Linked DNA regions of Sus scrofa: region 1 is linked to region 2. Evidence: chromatin contacts called from public HiChIP or PLAC-seq data. All regions are on one chromosome and are shown on one strand. The core of a region is the stretch at or near the end of the contact, and the rest is flanking DNA. Distances in the headings are between cores, read along the strand shown. Region 1 has its middle 70 kb from the start of C7H6orf223. Region 2 has its middle 20 kb from the start of TRNAV-AAC.

Region 1 (4,026 bases), core at 110-2,609, 290 kb after region 2:
GTCCTAAGATCCTTCTAGACCTAGAGAATCAGAGTCTCTGTGAGTGGGACCCAAAAGTCTATATTTAAATACAATATTTGAACGTCCTCCCACTCAGCACGGCCCCAACCTCAGACCACGGAGATCCCCACAGAAGGCAAAATCAATCTGCACTGGTTATTTCTGGAGGGATGGGAGCATCCCTGCCTCTGGGCCTCCTTTTACTCCTAGGATCCTTCACTCTCCCTCTCCTGGAACTGAGGCCCAAGCAGGCAGAGTCAGGCCAAAGAGGGCAAGAAAACAGGTCTCCAACGTGTCTTGGAGGGGGATGTCCAAAGCATGGGGCCAGAGGACGAACGGGGTCAACAGGGCCACCTCTCTGTCCACTGCAGGGGTGCAGGTGGAATTCAGAGGGACTGACACCCTAGGCGGTGCCAGGGGCCCCACCAGCTGGGGCTGGAGGACCAGATGCTCTTAGCACAGCCCCTCCGCCTGAAGCACCAGGGGAACCCTCTCCCCACTCCGTCTTCCCCTAAACATCTCAGGACGTGATGGGAGCACCGCCCCAGGCTCCCTGAGCCGCGGGGGCAGCAGACACTGGTCTTCAGTAAGGAGTGGAGAGGGATCAGCACACATCACATCACCCTTGGCACAGCCCCCATTGGCGGGCACCCTGCCACCGTGTCAGCCAGCATTCTCCCTGCAGAGGCCTTGTGAGCAGAGGAGGGAGGCCGGGGGGTTGCACCCACTAGCAACGGCCCAGGCCCCTAGAAGCCCCCGACCCCCACCCCTTCGCCCCCGGGCCCTGCCTTCCCTGGGTGCGGTTGGTAGTTCTTTTTTATCTGTGTGACCATTTGCTTTCAGCCTCTCCTCCAGGCTCCGTGAGAACAAGACTGAGTCTGCGCCGTTCACCAGTGTCTCCAGAGCACCTGGCAGGTTTGTTGAAAGAAGAAGAAAGGAAGAAAGGAAGGAAGCTTGAATGAAAGCGCCCCATTCCTGTCCACACCCTTGCCCTTTGCACAGAACCTGCAGGTGCCCAGACTTGGGGGATGGAGCCCATCTTGCCAGAGCTGGGAATCCAAGGTCAACCCCAGAGCAATTCTAAGGCTGTTTGTTAATCAAGGAAGACTTCCCTGTGGAGGGGGCAAGGATCCTGCCGGGTGGCGGGGGGTGGGGAGGGGGGCATGCACGGCGGGGGTGGGGTGGGGAGGGGAGTCCCACCTCACATCTGCTCTTCCTGTTCATCGCCTATTTCCGGCGGGAAGTCCCAGAGGCCAGAGGTTACGTCTGGGTCTCAGGGCCCTCCTCCGTACACCCTCATCGGAGCTGCGCGTGGCAGGCCCAACCATCGGCGGCCTGCTGTGACTCACAGCTCATGAGCCTTTCCTCTTGGCCAGAGATCATCAGGGAGCAGATATTACAGTAACATTACTAACCACATGTCATGGCCATGACCGAGCTTATGCTCAGAGCACCTCCCCCCACCCCGAGGGCACAGTCGTGACCTCACCCTTGAGGGTCAGCAGCAAGGAAAGGCCGTCCTTTCCAGAGGCAGGGGGATGGCCTGGATGATGCTGGTCTGCTGGAGAGTCTGGCTGCACACGCTCGCCTCTCTCCCACCCCAAGCGGCCCAGTTGGGGGAGAGGCTCAACCCCCCGCTGCTCCCGCCCCACCAAGGTGGCCAGGAGGGGGAAGGGGAAGTGGCAGAGGTTTCCCTGTCCTTGCCTTCCTCACTGCCTGGGCCAGGATGCTCATGCTGGGGAAAGTGGCGTCTGAGGATGTGGCCGCAGTGGCCGGCTCCTGGCGCCAGCAGAAATCCCCAAACCCGTCAGTGGACCCTGTTCAGACGCGTCTGCTGACCATGGCACTGAGTAAGTGCTGAGGAGACACTGCAGACTGATGTCACACCACCCCGCCTGCCCTCTCCTCCAGACAGGCCCTCCTGGAACCCAGACCATTCCAGTTCCTCCTGTCAGACCCCGAGACGGCCTGGGGCATCCGCTCCTCCAGGGAGGACTCCCTGGGAAAGAAAGGAACGTGCAGGACCTGGGCTCAGAGCCCAGCTGGGTGCTCATAGCAAAGTCAAACCTCTCTGGGCCTCGATTTCCCCAGCTGTAAAGTGGGACTAAGATGAGCTGCCCCTTGGGCGGCCATGAGAAGAAGTGCACCTGCACCGGCCGGGCAATGAACAGACTACAGCCCATGGCAGCCAGTCTTGGTGTTGCACTGCTGCCATTAATAGCTCCAGGCAGGCAATATCGAGTCTCAGGAGGAACTGGGGCATCAGGGAAGGGAGGGAAGCAGGGCTGTAGGAGGGGGGAGTTGGGAAGGCCCCGACCACCCTCTATGGGTTATGGACTAAAGGAACGAGGGGCTGGTGGCAGACACTGTTGCCCTCCAAACATCCCACCCTCCCCAGTTTTCAGCAAGACCCCCATGGGAAAGCATCCCTTGGGCCAGGGATGGCTGGGGGACTGAGAGATGGCCAGGGGGGTATAAGCAGAGTGTGACTTCCAGGACATTTCCTTAAAGGGAAGATGCAGGCTCTTCTTCAGTGCTGTCTTCCTCCTTCCCACTGGCTGGAGCTCCAGCGGCTGTCTTGAGCCATGAAATGACCTTGGACATGGAAATGACACCTAGCAAATCAATATGCTAGAGGGGGCCTGGGCCCCTGATGGCACCTAGCTATCAACCCACATTCAAGTACAGGAGCAAAAAAATGCACAGGGTGTAGACTCACGTGCAACTGAGTGGGGTGGGAGGGATGGGGTGCCCAGGAGAGAGGAGCTGCCAGGCATGCAACACCCCCTCAAGGAGCACTTCCTCCTGCATGAGCTGTGAGGCCAGGAGGAAGCTGGTGGAAGGACTTGCTCCAAGAGGAACTGGAAACAGAGGGTGGATGGACGAAAAAAAAAAAAAAAAAAGGAAGCAACAAAGGAATGAAAGGACCAGGTAAGTGGGCACACTGGGGAGAGCTATCCTGGCAGGAAATGCCCTGGGAAGATGCTTCGGGTGATCACCCGCCAAGCCTGGGGTGTGGGGAGGGCAGGACAGCCAGCCTGACCCACCGCCCCTGTCTGACTCTCTGCCCATCTGAGTTTTGGAATGGGTCTTGCTGCCTCACTACTCAAGGGCAACAGGCAGTGGTATTTTTTATAAAAAAATACCACAGCATCAGCACAGCCAATACAGCCCCAAGCCCAGAGCCCCTCTCTATACCTGGGACTCCCTGTCTGAAAAGAGAGGATAATAGCGCAGCCCAGAATTCCCAGAGTGGCTCAGTGGTAATGAACCCGGCTTATATCCAAGAGGAGACAGGTTTGATCCCTGGCTCTACTCAGTGGGTTAAGGATCGGGCAGGGGTGTAGGTGGCAGATGCAGCTCAGATCTGGCGTGGCTGTGGCTGTGGCATAGTCTGGCAGCTGCAGCTCCGATTAGACCCCTAGCCTGGGAACCTCCACATGCTGTACATAGGACCCTAAAAATTTAAAAATAATGAATTATGTGAACCAACTATAATGGAAAAAATAAAATCATTATTACAAATAATAATAAATAAATTTAAAAAATTTTAAAAGCCAGCATAGCCTATCCTCAGTGTGGTGAGGATTCAGAGAGCTAGGAGTTCATTACCGCCACTAGGGGAACAGAGCTGCCACCACGTGGCCTGTAGTGTAGGTCCAGGGAGATACTGGGCTGGGCTCCTTGGGTCCCTAAAGATCAAAGAACATAAGTGGCCTGGGAAAGCCACCCTCCCAACCCATCAGGACCCCAAGGACACAGGTGGGGATGGAAGCCGTGGGGAGACCTGGCAGGGTGGGGCGGCCAAGGTGTAGCCTGCTGTCCTACTGCAGTGATCCTAGACCCTCCGCAGGGTCACAAGAAGCTGGTGAGACAGGAGTTCCCTTGTGGCTCAGGGGGTTAAGTATCTAGCGCTGCTACTGCTGTGGCTCTGGTTACTGCATTGGCACCGATTTGATCCCTGGGCCAGGAACTTCCACGTGCCCCGGGCACAGCCAAAAAAAGAAGGAGAAGAAGACGCTGGCA
Region 2 (4,075 bases), core at 1,483-3,982:
AGTGGGGGCTCCCTGAGGGAGGGCCTTTATGTCTCCTCCCTCAGACTGGGAGCCTCCCTCTCTCGCACCGCTGGGACCTTTCTCTGGAGGCACTAGAGGCTGAATCTTTTGGAGGTTCCCCGGCTAGGCGTCGAATCAGAGCTGTAGCCACCAGCCTATACCACAGCCACAGCAATGCCAGATCTGAGCCTCGTCTGCGACCTATACCACAGCTCACAGTAATGCCGGTTGCTTAACTCATTGAGTGAGGCCAGGGATCGAACCCTCATCCTCATGGATCCTAGCCAGGTTCGTTACTGCTGAGCCACAGCAGGAACTCTGAGGCTGACTCTTGAGGCTGAACTTTTCCTGGGCTCAACCTGGCCTTGAGCACTGTGACCTGGGGGAACTCTATCAGAGTCTGCTGGTCAGCAAACATCCTTCTCATCTTCCAGCTGCAACCTTCTCCCCAGGCTTTGTTTTTGCAGGCAGCTATATCAAGAAGTCCCCCAGGCTCTGGAAACTTACTGTGAAAAATCTACCCCGGGAGCCACCTGAGCTCTGGCTGAGGCTCTGTCACCAACCAGACCTTGGGAAGGCTAGGGTTTCCCTCTGGGCCTCAGTGTCCACATCTGTGCCATGGCGATGGATCCAGCCTGGTGAGCTTGCACACTTTTCCAAGCTGCAAACTATCATTTATCAGTAGCTCCTGAGGTCAGTTGAGTGGTTTGCAACCAGCATGACACCTTTTCTAAAATATGAACAAGAATTGGGTAGAAAATATTTGGAGAAGCTTGCATGTAGTGAGGGTAGGTATTGTTTCTTGCAACTCTTGGGGTGTGTATGTGTGCATGGGTGTTTAGGGGGCTCCAAGTAGGATATATTTTTTCACATGGGTTAGGGTAAAACAAAAATGTCAAGGAGTTCCCGTTGTGGCTCAGTGGGTTAAGAACCTAACATGGTGTTTGTGAAGATGTGGGTTTGATCCCTGGTTTTGCTCAGTAGGTTAAGGATCCAGCATTGCCACAAGCTGCGGTATAGGTCAAAGATGAGGCTCAGATCCCAAATTGCTGTGGCTCAGATCTCTTGTTTCTGTGGCTGTGACGTAGGCCGGCAGCTGCAGCTCCAATTCAACCCCTAGCCCGGGAACGTCCATGTGCCTCAGGTGTGGCCCTAAAAAGAAAAAAAAAAAAAAAAAATGTCGGGAAGACAATGTCTTAGATGCTGTGACAGAAGGTGGCAGGGGGGACTGGAGACCCAGAAGAGGATGTCTGCTACTCCTCCACCTCATGGATGCTTGGCCTGCCGGTAGCCTCCCCTCTGGGGTTCTTCCTTCTCCTCTTAGATGGTAGCTCTGTCTTCCTGCCCTGCCTCAGCTGGGCCCTGGGCCCCTGTCCCCAGGGACCAGGCCTCTCCTGGCTGAGAGCCTCAGGGCCAGTCTGGTTCCCTGGCCACACAACAGGAGAAGGTGCTGGGATCCCTGGCCCAGCAGTGCCCAGCCGGCCCGGCTCCTGTCTCTGCCCCGCTGGATTGGGAAACCGAAGCTCTGGCCAGATGGAGAAATTCTGCTCCCTCCCTAGCTTTCCCAACTGCCCTCCACCCTGTGAAGCTTCGTGCTCATTAACCCATTCCTGGGGGTGGGAGAGGCAGCCCTCACCGGGAGGTATGGGGCTGGGCGGGTGGACACGATGGATGGAAGGTGGGGGGCCAGGGACCCGCTGCTGTGTGTCCTTGCAAATCCCTGGCTTTCTAAAACTCGCTGCCTTGTCTTTCCTCTGGGGAATGCAATCTAGGTGTGACCCACATTCCTGGGATGATTTGAGGTAAAACAGGTGGAAGATGCAAAAGACACGGAAGATCACTCTTCAGATTGTTACCTCACTGCTGGCCTCTATCTCTGTGGGTGCCGTCACGCTGGGGTCCAAGTCACGTATTGGAAAATAGACAGAAGGGGAGCTGGCCTTGGAGTTGGGTCAGGTTCATGTGAGGAGGGGGAGATTTGGTTTGGAACAAAAGACGGAACCAAAAGCTCTTGACCTATGGGGTTCTCAGTCTGAAGGGAGACACAGCCCTGCCTCAGGGAGCCCCTGTCTGAGGGGAGTCCTGTGGAAGTTTCCCTCCTAGGCCTTTCCCCTGGAGAGGGGGTGGCTGCAAGGGGCCCCTGGCGACCCTGCCAGGGCATCACCATCTCTTCCTCTGCAGTGCTTTGTCTGTAGCCTTAAGCGTGGAAGGGTCTGGAAGGTACCAGGAAGGCGACTTCCCCCTCAGCTGGGGCCACCATCACCCTGCTTGCTCTCCCTTCACCAGCTAACCACAGGTCTGCCATCACTTCACAAAAGGGCCTCCTTAGATTGTGGACTCAAAGGGATCTTGGCGATTGAGGGCTGCCAGAGTCAGAGGGGGAACCTGAGGCCTAGGAGGGGGCAGAATCCTTCCTGAGGTCTCATGAGGAGTAACAGCAGAGCCCAAGGGACAGCTGGAGACTGGGGCATGTGGAGCCACCCAGCACGTGTGTGAGTGTGAAGGCGCCATGAAGGAGTGTGTGTGTGTGTGTGTGTGTGTGTGTGTAGGGGAAGGATCCGGCAGGAGCTGCTCCGGGTCCTCTGGGAGCAGAGGTGTGTTCACAGGGTGTCCTTTGCGCATGTCCAGCTCTATCCTGTGTCTCCGGGCAGGGGCGGGGCCGGGGGAGGGCCAGGCCTGGACCAGGGATACCAGACAGGTCTTACCGTCCCCATGCCAAGTCCACCTGGCCCGGCCCTCTTGAGACCAAGGGCAGAGGGCGGTGAGTCATGGATGACTCAGGTGCTGGAGGCCACAGCCACGCATGGCACGTGACAGCCAAGAAGCGCTGGGCCTGTTCCTGGACAGACAGATGACCCAGGAGGCTGACATCTGTATCCTAGACTCAGGAGGCTGAGGCCTGTATCCTAGAGGACAAAGGGCTCCCGTTCAGGCTTGGGAGCCTGGGCCTCCGGAATGGGGCTGACCTTCCTTTTGTCCCGAGCCTTTAGCCCACTGGGCAGCCAAGCGTCCCTCCGGTGGGTTGGGAGCAGAGCTGGGCCGAGCCATCCCTGCTCTCCCAGAGCTGTGGGGTAAGCGGCCTTCACAATGTGAAGTGTTTTCCCAGTTGTTGGGAGCCCGCTGTCCAGCGGTGCGCCCCCCGCCCTGCCCTTAGAGCGCAATCTCTGCCCATGACCCGTGACGGCCCTGCCTTCTTGGTCTGAATGCCAAAACCTCCACCTGCTTCTTGAGCCCAAGGCCTGGGCCGCAGGATGAGACAGTCTGGGGTGTGGACAGTGTCCTGGGTTTGAATCTTCCTGTGTGACCAGAACTGCACAATGTCTTCTCAGGGCCTCCGTCCCACCCTTTGTGCAATGAGGGGTTGGGATGGAAAGCTCCGTGGTTCCTCTGAGCCTCTCCCCTGGCAGGGCTTGAAGGCCAGGCTGAGGCCAAAGCCCAAAAGACACCCCCTCTTTCCTCCGGGCTTGCGGTGGGGGCCTGGGGAGGGGCTGACTGGGGCCGGGAAGGCCTGGCCCAGTGGGCACGTGCCCTGGGGTCCCTGTCCACCCGAGACACCCTGCTGATTACAGGGTGAGCGGCCAGCGCCAGACACTGTAATCTGTCGCCCTCCCTCCTGCCAAGGGCCTGCTGCCGGGCTTCCTTCTGCTTTTTACAACTGTTTTCTAAGAACCCGGGGAAGGGAGAGGCCCTTATCTCCATGGGTTGAGGCTAGAGACAAAAATTGGTGAGGGGAAGGAGGAAGATGGGGGGGGGGGTTGACAAGGGAGTGGGGGAGGGGGGAGGGAAAGAGGACGAGGGGGAGGGGGCTGAAAGGAGAGGGAGTGGGGAGTCGGATAGCAGAGGGCTTTGCCCTGGTTGACAGTTTGAGGAAGAGGAGGGGAATGGAGGGTGGGCGTGTCCCTGCGCTGCCTCTCAGCCCCCAGCTTAGATGTGCCTCCCCAGAGAGACTTCCCTGACCTCATTAGCTAAACACACAAACAAATAAGTAAATCAATATAGCACCCCCATCACTTTCTGTCAATCACAACATTTAATCTGGAAAGGGTGGGTTAGATAGTGTCACTTTCTTTCTTTT

The links. HiChIP or PLAC-seq counts read pairs in DNA pulled down with a chosen protein or histone mark.
Region 1: a contact with region 2 is called in an H3K27ac HiChIP or PLAC-seq map of alveolar macrophages. The contact joins two enhancer-like sites. A contact is called at or near these places in 1 of 47 Hi-C or Micro-C datasets (epiblast stem cells) and 1 of 2 datasets of contacts at active chromatin or transcription factors (alveolar macrophages).

The regions. Positions count from the first base shown.
Region 1 is chr7:39,061,517-39,065,542 of Sscrofa11.1, forward strand. No RefSeq gene overlaps it. Among named protein-coding and RNA genes, the nearest start is that of C7H6orf223, 70 kb to the left of the region's middle. Within about 2 kb of position 1,360, at least 30 of the 83 cell types and tissues checked have an H3K27ac peak or open chromatin away from gene starts, as enhancers often do. A contact at or near this core is called in alveolar macrophages, where this site is marked.
Region 2 is chr7:38,771,154-38,775,228 of Sscrofa11.1, forward strand. No RefSeq gene overlaps it. Among named protein-coding and RNA genes, the nearest start is that of TRNAV-AAC, 20 kb to the left of the region's middle. Within about 2 kb of position 2,733, at least 19 of the 83 cell types and tissues checked have an H3K27ac peak or open chromatin away from gene starts, as enhancers often do. A contact at or near this core is called in alveolar macrophages, where this site is marked.